4 separate regions of the Mus musculus genome follow, and regions 2, 3 and 4 are each linked to region 1. A link is a contact called in public promoter capture Hi-C data. All regions are on one chromosome and are shown on one strand. Each heading gives the region's core, a stretch centred on a gene start, on an enhancer-like site or on the middle of the called end of the contact. The rest is flanking DNA. Distances are from core to core; before and after follow the strand shown. Region 1 holds the start of Nt5dc3 (5'-nucleotidase domain containing 3). Region 2 holds the start of Pah (phenylalanine hydroxylase). Region 3 holds the start of Prdm4 (PR domain containing 4). Region 4 overlaps Syn3 (synapsin III).

Evidence for each region. Promoter capture Hi-C pulls out the DNA fragments that hold promoters and counts their contacts.
Region 2: a contact with region 1 is called in a promoter capture Hi-C map of liver, with 3 times the contacts expected there. The contact joins the promoter of Pah here to the promoter of Nt5dc3 in region 1. A contact is called at or near these places in 6 of 39 promoter capture datasets (the 3T3-L1 cell line, cranial neural crest, hippocampal neurons and 1 more), 2 of 484 Hi-C or Micro-C datasets (liver and ventral hippocampal neurons) and 2 of 115 datasets of contacts at active chromatin or transcription factors (astrocytes and embryonic forebrain).
Region 3: a contact with region 1 is called in a promoter capture Hi-C map of pre-B cells, with 4 times the contacts expected there. The contact joins the promoter of Prdm4 here to the promoter of Nt5dc3 in region 1. A contact is called at or near these places in 9 of 39 promoter capture datasets (the 3T3-L1 cell line, the C10 cell line, the HPC-7 cell line and 6 more), 4 of 484 Hi-C or Micro-C datasets (CD4 T cells, LSK cells, embryonic stem cells and 1 more), 7 of 115 datasets of contacts at active chromatin or transcription factors (bone marrow-derived macrophages, effector CD8 T cells, embryonic forebrain and 4 more) and 2 of 9 other capture datasets (adipose tissue and liver).
Region 4: a promoter capture Hi-C map of the HPC-7 cell line shows a contact between it and region 1. The contact joins the enhancer-like site here to the promoter of Nt5dc3 in region 1. A contact is called at or near these places in 5 of 39 promoter capture datasets (3T3-L1-derived adipocytes, the HPC-7 cell line, frontonasal cranial neural crest and 2 more) and 2 of 115 datasets of contacts at active chromatin or transcription factors (bone marrow-derived macrophages and pancreatic cancer cells).

What each region holds. Positions count from the first base shown.
Region 1 is chr10:86,777,693-86,780,437 of GRCm38.p6, reverse strand. Nt5dc3 (5'-nucleotidase domain containing 3) reads right to left here and starts at 1,433. Exons shown (of 14, transcript NM_175331.3): 1 at 1,127-1,433. The coding sequence starts at 1,328.
Region 2 is chr10:87,520,495-87,523,194 of GRCm38.p6, reverse strand. It overlaps Pah (phenylalanine hydroxylase), which reads right to left and starts at 1,400. Exons shown (of 13, transcript NM_008777.3): 1 at 1,119-1,400. The coding sequence starts at 1,178.
Region 3 is chr10:85,915,611-85,918,310 of GRCm38.p6, reverse strand. It overlaps Prdm4 (PR domain containing 4), which reads left to right and starts at 1,325. Exons shown (of 12, transcript NM_001302886.1): 1 at 1,325-1,503; 2 at 1,582-1,787.
Region 4 is chr10:86,051,934-86,054,681 of GRCm38.p6, reverse strand. It overlaps Syn3 (synapsin III), which reads left to right. Exons shown (of 14, transcript NM_013722.3): 14 at 1-2,748. Among named protein-coding and RNA genes, the nearest start is that of Gm24430, 15 kb to the right of the region's middle. Within about 2 kb of position 1,346, at least 47 of the 459 cell types and tissues checked have an H3K27ac peak or open chromatin away from gene starts, as enhancers often do. A contact at or near this core is called in the HPC-7 cell line and hematopoietic stem and progenitor cells, where this site is marked.

The DNA of each region.
Region 1 (2,745 bases), core at 184-2,683:
ACCAAAAAGAAAGAGGAAACTAAGCAAGAGAGAAGAGCTGACAGGGCCCTGACAGGACACACGTTTGCCTGGAATGGTGGTTCCCGCCCGCCTGGAAGGATAGAACACACAGGAGACTCATGACTTTAAGGCCTGGAATACACAACCCATCTCAAAACACTTGCCTGGCCAAAACCAATAAGCCACTCTTTCAAAGAAGTCTCCATTGCTTACACCTCGGAATGTGTTGTGAAGATATTCCAGGTGGGTTTTGTTTCACTTGAACAGGCATGTGGCCAAAGATGCAAATGGAAATCCTACAAAAACGTTCCCTCACCAACCCCCTTCCTCATGTAGCACCCTCCCCAAACCACCCCCTCCCCAAATCCCAGTGTCCTCTGACAGCTTCAGTGTCTGTGCTTCACTGGCCCTTTACTCCAGGTTCCAAACGTTTGACTGCAAGAAGCACAAAGCAACACACAGGACAATGGATTCCCGACCCTGAGTCAAAATCAGTTTTTGCTTAGGCCCCTTGCTCGCCCTTCCCGTCTACATAATGGACATGACCCCCTCCTCCGGAGGCTATGGGCGATTCAGAGTCGACATCAATACCTGATACTATTATAATCTGGTTCCTCTTTCCATTCCTTCTCCGATTCCCTAACCGCCCAGCCAAGCTCTTTCTCAGTTCACCTGACCACAAGTATTCCTCTTCTCCTCGCAGAGGGCGGTGGATAACCAGACCACCCTCCCCTTTCAAACAGCACATTTTATCTACTCCACCCTGCAAAAGGGAGACCGGCTCATCCTCCTGACCCAGTCGCCTGCGCTGGAGCCTGTCTAGGACAGCGCGGCAGCAAGCTGGGCTGCTACTACCATTCCCAGGGTGAATGACACCTAACGGTGTTTGGGGGAATGTCTTCCTACCGACGCCCTTGGAACTCTCGCAGCGGCCCAGAGCACTTGCGATGTACACTCCAGATTTAACAATCCCCAGGTATGAAATAGCTTCCCCGGCGGGGGAAAGCCAAAAAAGAGTTGCGAAGTTTTAGAGTCGCCTTCCCCGCGGGGGCCGCGCGACAGAGGCAGGGTGCGGGGGACCCGAGGGGTCCTCGAGTGGGCGGCGCAAGCTGGGACACGCACTCACCGTCCGTGCTCCTCTTCGCCTCGTGGTAGCGCGCCCACAGGTAGCTTTTCATGTCCACGGCAGCCGGGGCAGCCGGGGCAGAGCACAGGCGCCGAGCGCAGCCCGAGCGCGGTCGTTCTCGAGCCACGGCCCCGCCGCAACTCCGCAGCCCTGCCGCCGCCCTCGCCCCGGCCCCGCGGGCCGCCGCTGCCACCGTGGCCATGCTGCCTCTAAGCTGCCAGTGGCACGGATGGCCAGCGTCGCGAGGCTCCGGGACGCACGCCGGCAGTTCCTACGTCTGAGCAAGTGCCGGCGCGGCCCAAGAACCACCCACGGTGGGGCGGAGCCGGGGGCGAGGCTGGGGAGGTGGGCGGGTTCTAGAGGGAAGCAGGAGGCGGGGTCAAGGATTAGGCTAGGAGCTGCGGGATGGGTGGGGCCTGAGCTGGGTCAGGGGCGGGGCCTGGTTGGAAAGAGGAATGCCCCGGCTGAGTAAAGAATAGGGTCTAGAGAGAGAATGAGTTGGACCATCTCGATTGCGTCAGAGGCAGAGTCAGGGACCGAACCTGGGGAGACAGAGCCGGGGGCCTAGGCCAGTTAGAGGCTGGGTCAGGTGTGGGCCTGTGGAAATGGAGTGGGACGGAGTCTGGGTTGAGTCAAAGGCGGAGTCAAGGGCGAGGCCTTAGAGAAAGCGGGTTGGGCGTGGCCGGAGCTGCCAGGGCTCAGCGCCCGGTCGGCTGCGGTCACTTCCTGACCCGCGAGGCAGGAGGGGGCGGAGGGTGGTTGAAGTCACACGGGCTAGGATGACTCATCTCCGACCCTATCGCTGCCAGCAAGACTCTGCTCTACCTTCCTCTTGCCTTCCGTGGCGGGCCCCAATTCTGATTGCACTGATGAGTGTACGCACTATCCATCTCTGATCCCAGTCTCTGGAATGCGACCCACTCCGTGTCAAAGGCTTCTGCAGGTATCTCCTGGATCTCAGGTGCCTCTCTGAGACTGCCCTGAGGCTGAGCTTGGGCCTATCCAAGAGTTGCCCTTTAAAGAGTTGCTGGGCCGAGATTACACTCGAGGTCTAAAGTCGTCTGCAAGATCCTGCCCCTGAAGACTCCCGATAAATGTAAATTTCCTTAACAGTGCAGGCCTCTGGAAAGCCGGGTTCCCACCTCCAGAGAGGTCCTCCGGACATGATTAGCAGTCTCCTGCCCACGCTGGCAGCACGCTTGGTACCTGTTCCACTCACTTGCTTAACTGCACTTATTCCATGCCGCTCCTGCGGGACTTTCTATCACCAATTCAAGACCTACCTGAGAAACACTGGGCCCCAAGAAATTCCCAAAGTATCCCATGGTGACCACTGAGTAGGGGGGGGCGGTTATAGTGGGAATGGCTAGAATAATGAGAGGACAGACAAGGCACAGTGTGAGACAACCCCAAGCATTAGCGACTCAAGTTGTGGGCTGGAAGAGTCAGATGTTTTTGTGGAAGGTGATGACACTGGAGCTAGTCCCTGACTGATAATGAAAACCATTAATAGAAAGCTGGCTGTATATTTTATCGCATACACTCTTCCCAGCTGTCTTAAAAGGAACGTACCGCGTCTCTCCTTTAAACACAATGAAACCGAGGCACAACAGAGGTGA
Region 2 (2,700 bases), core at 151-2,650, 740 kb before region 1:
CCAAAAGCACATCAGCAGTTTCAAATGTTCTAGGAAATGTAGTAAGAGATTCGTAGTCGATGTTCAGTTGCTTTCATCTTAATCCTACAATATGGGGGTGGGGTATTCTTTTTTTTTTTTTTGAAGGAAAATGTTCTGCTTCTGATGCTGAGCCTATACCAGGACATGTTTGGACCCTCTTCGAGTGTCCCTGTTTTTGGTAGGAACAATCTGTAGATTCACAAACATCTAAGTGTTTTATAAGCCACTCCCCCTAGCTCCCCACTCCCAGATTTCTGTCTTGAGCTCCCCAGATGGCCAAGGGACTGTGCAGCCTGCAATATAGGAGCTTAAAATAGGGTAGAGCCAGAATCCTTGGGCTGATCTGCCCGACCCTCATATCAACCTTCTTTAACACAAATTTCTCTGACTCCAGGCAACCCTCAACCCCTTAGTCCTGTCCAAGGAAAAGCTAGAAAAGGCATATTACCTCCAGAGACTGAATCTCAGTGTACAAACCATGATTTGCAATCTGGGGAAAGTACAAATATCACAGAAAAGAACATGTTCTGCAAGCCCTCCCTAGGGAGGACAATGGATTCCCTCCACCCCCAGCATAATCCCCAAGGTGCTTCAGGCTCCGGGCTAACTCCTGTTCATTTCCCTCTCTGTTTAATTTCTCCCTCCTTGGTTCTGAGTAAGTCCCCCCCCCCAAATTCTCTTCATGCGACATCACCTCCTGAAAGCCGAAAGAGGACAGTTTCTTACAAGCTTGTCATTTTGATACCCAGAAGAAAGGATTGAATAAGTATCCCTGGAGAGATAGGGACTCCCACCCCAGGTGACTAAGGACCAGCCATTTCCTTTCAGTGTACAGAAGATAAAGCCAATAGGCAGAGGATACCAATGAGCCACCCAAAGACACACAGATGTTGGTAGCAGCTCAGATCCCCAACTTTCTGTATCCTCAACTTGTTAAGACTAGTCTCATCAGTTGACTTCCTGGGCATTTTCCTCGCCTCTAAATAAAGTCATATTTCTTAGTAGCCTTAGGAGACTGGAAATACCAGCATTTCCCAGACTGCTTTCACATGTGGGGAACCAATTCTCTCCTAGCAGTGGAAGCCCAACAGGCTTACCTGCCCAAAGTCTGAGAGTTTTCTGCTCAGGACTCCGTTCTCCAGGACAACAGCTGCCATGCTGGCTCTCAGTAAGTGAGGTGTCTAGCTTAGCAGCAGGGTTAGGAAAAGTTTGCACTCAGGATGCGGGGCTGATGGTTTTAACCTGGCTCTCAGGACAGGAGAGGAGAGGTTTTGAAGGGTGTCTCCCACTGCAGTCTACAAGGTCACTCTCAGTGGGTGTTGCCCTGACGTAGCAGTGGATAGACATGAACAGTCCATACCCAACTCCAGTCCTGGACTGACCCAAGCGGGAGGCTTTGTGGGAGGGGTGGCAGCCACAACATGATTCTTTTGGCAGAGTATCCTGGACAAGAATAGAAGGCAGAGAGCCCAGACTACCTACATCCTGACGCTCAGACAGGCCTGGCAATGCTGAGACATTGGAATACCTGGAGTATGGATTCTCCGCAACCAGAGAAAAACCAGAAATAATCATGATGATGATGGAGGATAGCAATTAAGGATGACTGTTCCCTGCAAGCACAGAAATAGAGGCAGGATTGCAATTTAAACACGCTCCACTCTCAACTCACCTTTTATTCAATGCCAAGCAAGTTAGTCTCCATGACATACTTTTCCTTAGGCAACCACCCAGATGACCCTATGAGGCGAACATGAGCAAAAGCCCGGAGGTATCGGGGCTGAAATCCAGCCAGTTCTCTAGGTACTAGTATGGTGGCTGGGTCTCTGCAAAGAGGACAGAAGGGCCACCTCGCTGAGATATGTTATGTGCATGAATGACACAGACGAGATGATGCTCTGGGTATTCAGTCGGGGCTGTTCTCACCATTTACACTGCATAAATGGAAGCTAATGCTTAAATGTCTGTCTAAAAAAAGAAGGAAGGAAGGAAGGAAGGAAGGAAGGGAGGGAGGGAGGGAGGGAGGGAGGGAGGAAGGAAGGAAGGAAGGAAGGAAGAAAGAAAGAAAGAAAGAAAGAAAGAAAGAAAGAAAGAAAGAAAGAAAGAAAGAAAGAAAGAAAGAAAGAAAGAAAAGAAATGAAACAACAGACTGCCATGGAGCATTTGCTCTGTGTGTGTAGTGGTGGGGTTCTCTGCACTGGGACTACAGCAGAAGCAAGCAACCTCCCCATCAGCACTGCACCATTCTAGTGGTCAGGCAAAATAAGCAAGTTCAGATAGGACTAAGCCTCAGGGGAGGGGCAAATAGAAACAGGAACGAGGAGTGAGCTGAGTACCAGGTACTGGGAAGTGGTCTCAAGTGGACATGAAGGTGGCATGTCAGAACCCCATTTTTCGGAGAAGGAAACTGAAGGCAGATATTCATTGCTAGCAGAGAAATAAAGTATGAAAGTACAGGAAGGTCAATTTCAGAAAGACAGAGAAGTCGGGGGCATCAGGGGACTCAGAGCCTGCTTAATAATTACCCAGGCAAAGTTAATGAACTATGAGGGAGCAGGTCAATAATAGAAGGGACTAGGAGTCCACCCCATCCCCTCCCACAATCCCTTGATCTAATAAACAAGTATCTGCCAAAAGAAAAAAGACAACATTTCAAGTTGGAGACTCAAAGCAAATGGA
Region 3 (2,700 bases), core at 76-2,575, 860 kb after region 1:
ATTTCTGACCTTCCTGCCTTAGTATCCTCAAGTATTGGTAGTACTCGTGTGCACCACTATGCCCCACCTCTTACTTTTTAAATGCATTTTTACACATGACAAAACTCACCAATCTTTACTATTTGATCAATCTTTATAAACATATACAGGCATGTAACCATTATCCAAAATGGTCCCTCATGTCTGTCTTTCTATATAGGCAATTTCATCTCTTCACCTATCACTAACTTCCAACATCCATCAGAGCTGTTAGTAAAGTCTTGGCCTTTTCTAGAATTTTATACAGACTTCTAGTCTTTTGTTTCTGATGTTTTTTTGCTCAGTGTAGAAAGCTTCTAGAGGTCTACCTACATGCAAATAGCTTGTTACTTTTTATTGCTGCCTAGGGCTCCACAACGGTGATTCAGTGCAACTCTTTATTGGTTGATGACAGATCATTAACAAAGTTGCAAGGAACTTAGTACATATGTCTTTGTACATACATACATACATACACACATGTATATGTTTCTGTATTGGGTAAATACTTAGGTATGATTAGTGAATTGTGGGGTATGGGATATTGCCATAAATAGACTGACAAGGTGGCAAAGAGGGTAAGGCTCTTTAGTCCCTGGTACCCACATGTGGGAAAGAGAGTGTAAGTTGTTCTCTAACTTCTTTTACACATGCACATTTGCTTTCACATCCACCCACCCACTCATATGAATAAACATTATGTCAAAAGTTGGCTACCGAGCAGATGTTGTGGTTCCAATGATTATTCTAAGTAAGCACTGTGCCTGTCCGTGCAGAAGGGACGGGAAGGCAAAGAGAGAAGAAAAACACCTGCACAAATCCCAACATCATCTTTTATGATGTGGGAGCAGGGAAACTTCACACAGGGTAAAAGAGTTTCAGAATCGAAACCCGATTACTCCTGGGCCACACCGCCGTCTGGCCCAATCCTATATTTAAAAACGTTGTGTTATGTGGATTCATGCTTCCCTACTTGAGGCCATGCCATCTGGACAGAAAAGCAGAGTCTGGAGAACGTTGGAGTTCAGAACGCACCCCTAGCACGTGTATCAGTTCTGGTCTCCTAGCAACGGCGGAGCGATTATTCGGCCCTCGATTGGATCGGCACCCAGCTGAGCTGCAACACTCTGGGTGGAGCGTCTCTAAGCCCGCCCACTCCCGGGGCTCTGCGGTTCTCCACACGCAGAGAGGGGGCGGTGCGTATCCCCGGAAGAGCGGGTCGGAGCGCAGGCCGTAGGCAGGTAGCACGGACGCAGAGTGGCTGGGAAGCCGGAAACGGGCCCGGAGTGGCTGAGAAGCCGGAAAGGCGCCCCCGAGGGTGCGGCCCCGTGAAGGCGGCGGGCCTGACCGGGCGGGGCCGGGCGGGAAATGTTAGGAGAGCTGTAAACCGGGCGCGGGGTCCCGGGAGGCAGGAGCGTCCGGGCCGACGTTCGGCCCGATGACGAGCCAGGCGGCCGGGCCAGTGCTCCCCAGCGCGGGCCTCAGGTGGGCGACGCGGCGGGGCGGGCTCGAGCGGCCCGGGGCAGGGAAAGGCCACGGCTGATCGCTCTTCTCTTCTTCCAGGTCGGCCAGTCCGGCTGCCAGCGCTTCTGGGAAAACAGCCCCGGGCGCCGCCCAGCATGCCGGGCCCTCGCCGCGGAGCGCAGCCGCCGGCCCTCGGAGACGTCGGGCAGTGCGGGGAGGCGCGGCCACCGGCGGGATGTGGTAGCACGTGACACCGGCCCCATCGCGCACCTAGCAGCCGCCGGCCCCCTGCCCTGGACGTGCAGGTGAGCAGGGCAGGTCCCCAAGGCAGGGCCGAGGGAGCGGGGCGGACGCCGCCGGAGACTCAGTCTTTGTTTGGGTGCCTTCGGGCCACACGTGTGACGCGTAAATGGATTTGAGCACCTGAACCCAATAGAAATATCCAGAGTACTAGTTGGTTCCTGGGGTGATTGTTCTGAGTAGCCGTACATTGTTAGCTGCTTGGCACCTCTTTCCTGTCGTATTTTAGCTTTCGCTATTTTAATTTGGAATGTTACTGTAGTATCATAGTTCTTCACCTTTGGGGGTTTGCGGGTTACTGTAGCCAGGGATGGTGGAGTGCGGAGGTGAAGTTTTTAAATTGTGCAAGTCTCCTGAACTAGAAGGTACTGTGTTAGCGGAGTAGTAAAGACGGAGCAGTATTTAGCTGGGTTCCCCCCCCCCCCGCCCCCAAAAGCTTTTAAAAGGCTGTCAATATAGCGGGGAAGAGAAAACGTATTGACTGAAATTATTGGAGCTGGTTGATGCATTTTGTAAAGTGGCTGTATTCCTGTTAGTTTCTTAAATGTCATTTCCAGAAAACAGCGCGAGGTTTGCAACCAACAATTGATCAACTTCGGTCAGTTAGAAACATAAAAACAGCTAAGAATAATTGGCAGAAGACACAGTGACAAGACAGAAAGAACTCAGTATCCTTTAGGCCTTCTTAGGACGGTGATATGAGGTTGGTAGAATGGCTGTGCCTTGTTGAAGGGGAAGGTCCCTTGGGAGTCACTGTGTGCAGCATTCCTTCCTGGTGTCTTCTGTCTTTGAGTACTTGTGACCTTTGGTTTATGGCTGTTGAGGCCATCACGTTTTGGGGACTCACATCAAACAGAAATCTGCTGAGCCTCTGTTACTAAAGTCTTGTTTGAACGGGTGTGAGAAGGTCCAGAATTT
Region 4 (2,748 bases), core at 97-2,596, 730 kb after region 1:
CACTCAGTTTATAGTGGGAGATCCTTTAAAAACAGGGTGTGTGGTTTCTTTAGGAGCTACTGAAGCCTTTTGGAATTTCTTCCAGAAAAAGTTCCACTCCAACCTTGTTGTCGGCGTAGCCACGATGACTACGATGGTTTGCTGCAGAGCTAGGCAAAGTGGTCCTGATTCCCTTTCCAGTGGTCTTTCCCCTGCACCAGATGGCCTCCCAGGACCACATCACCAAGCACCTGGTGCTAGGAACATTGTAGGTGCCAGAAGCCGCCTCCTGGTCCCCAGACAGACCCAGAACATCAGAACAGAGCCATGTTCCTCTCTATACAGCCCCTGTGGCCTCCCGAGGCGTGCCCTCGCTGCACTGTCTGAGGCAGGGGAGTTATTAACTGAAGAAGCGTCTGGTTATGCTTGAGTTCTGCACATTGCTTGGTGATCATCTGAGGCCTCCTTGGGTCTCCAGGAGCATAGAGGCCATCACTATGATTTCTGGGGACTTTGTTTTCTTGAAACAATCTCACTCAGCAACTCAGGCTGGCATAGAATATATTATGTAGCCCACACAAGTCTCAAACTCAGCGATTCTCCTGCTTTATCAGCCTCCCAAGTGCTGAGATTACATTTATGAACCACCACGCCCAGCAAGCAATCCATCACTTTTGGGTCCTCCCAGCCCAGACATGAGTGGCAGAAACAAAGGGTAAAGACCCTGTCCTGCCTTGGACCACTTAGACCCCTGCATTTCTGCAGAATGCACCTTCCAGCTGGTTTCCAGCAGGGATCAGCTCAGTATAAAAAGTGGTAGCTTTGCCACTGGCTGCTAGAGATCCGGTTAGCCCTCAAGGTCATCCTCTCTCTCCTTACCTCTTCCCTCTCCCTCTTGATCAAGTCAGTGTTGAGAGCAAGCGTACTGGAGTTATTTCAGAAGCCCTCCTTGGCCTCCCTTTCCATATCCTTGGTTTGGAGTGATAAGTTGCAGCTGTGATGTAGGATCATGTAGGTCCCGTGACTGCTGAGGCCATCATTTGGAGCTGCACATACAGGACTTAGGCCCAATTGAAATTGACCAGAATCAACAGTAAATAGGCTGTGGTGTTAAGGTGTAGAGGCCCTCCCAGTACCAAGAAAGCCCAGCCTGTTTTATTGCTAACCTCCAGGAATTCAGTGTGAGGAGGACAGTCCCCGAGCATGGCCACACCCAGCCTGCCCACATCTCCCTCATTTTACTCAACTGCTCTTCTATCGCAGGATGAGGCTGCAAAAGCTTCCAGAATGCTTTTGGAGGCTAATGGGGATGACCCAGCACGTGGTGAGACACATGGCACAACTGCCAGTGCAATCTCCTAGACACATCTGCTCCCTGGTAAGGGAGGAAGTCTGGAGGCCAGCACCCCCCAAGCCATACTTTAGGTAGGTCAACCAAAGGAGAAAGAAGATCAGTCTGTGAGTCCACAGAACACTGCTTCTTCCTCCTGCCCCTCCCTCCCTCCTCTGCGCTTAGCTCTTGCACCTTTCTCTAGAGCCTCTGAAGAATGCGAGGGGAGACAGAAGGAAGGAGTGTGGTGTGGGAAGTAAGATTTGAAGTATCAAAAGAGAGTCTGTGAAGTGAGCTCCACAGAAGAGGATGTGGATGCTAATGCCTGGGTAATGACCTGAATGAGCACATTAGGACGTAACAGCCTAAAGCCCCATTACCTCATCTCGGACGGTAACTCTTGCTAGTTCCTGATATTTGCTTCAGTGACAGTCTGCTTCCCCACCAGATCCTGAGAAGCCAGGCCTTGCTCATGGGGCATGTGTGGAGGAAAATCAGAACACCAGCGGCACAGAAGCTCCTGACAATGACAGCTGAAGTTGCTCCTGAAGCGTACTCCCGTGCACACACACACACACACACACACACACACACACACACACACACACACTGACAGACACAGAGATAAAAACAGAGACAGGCAGGCCAGCAGGCAGACACTGACAGACAGGCAGGCAGGCAGGCAGACAGATGGACGGACGGACAGGTAGACAGGAGAACTTTGCATTCTGAACAAGGGTGAGAGGCACGCTTTGAGTGACTTAAGAACACAGGGAACATCGGTGGCAGCCATCACTCTACAGCACTCTCAGCCTTGTCTAAATGATAGAACAGCTCCTGACACACAGTGGAGTAAAAACCAACAGCAGGAAGTTTCTCAAAATGTAGGCCATGGCCCTGGACATAACTACTTATAAAGGCCCAGAAAACTTTGCTTCAGAGCACAGCACATTGAACTTGTAGTTAGAGAGCTCAAAGCCTGCAGCTGGATCAGCCCGCTGAGACTGGGCTGCATTCTGAAGCCGGGTGGGGAGCAATATATGTCAATCACCAGCCTTGCTAAGGACCCGTTCCTTTGACAGGCAGAACCAGTGGCTCCATAAATGACCATGTGGCCAAAATACTCTCATAGTCTGCCCTTTAAAATATCTCAGCAATCGATGACATCCCTCCAGGATCTCAACTACAGTAACACAAATGTCTTTCAAAATCTAAACCAGGCCAGGCATCCTGATTTTTATAACCATGCAAGTATGTCTACATCCATGATGCAACACTAGACTGTGGCCAGCACTTTTATCTAATTTCCAACTGGCCTGGGAATGAAAACAGAAGCCAAGACTATAGATACATGTCCGTCCAGTGGAGCCCACATCTCTCTCCAACGGACTGTTGTTCCCATAGCCTGGTACATGTCGCTCTGAAACCTGGTAACCCTC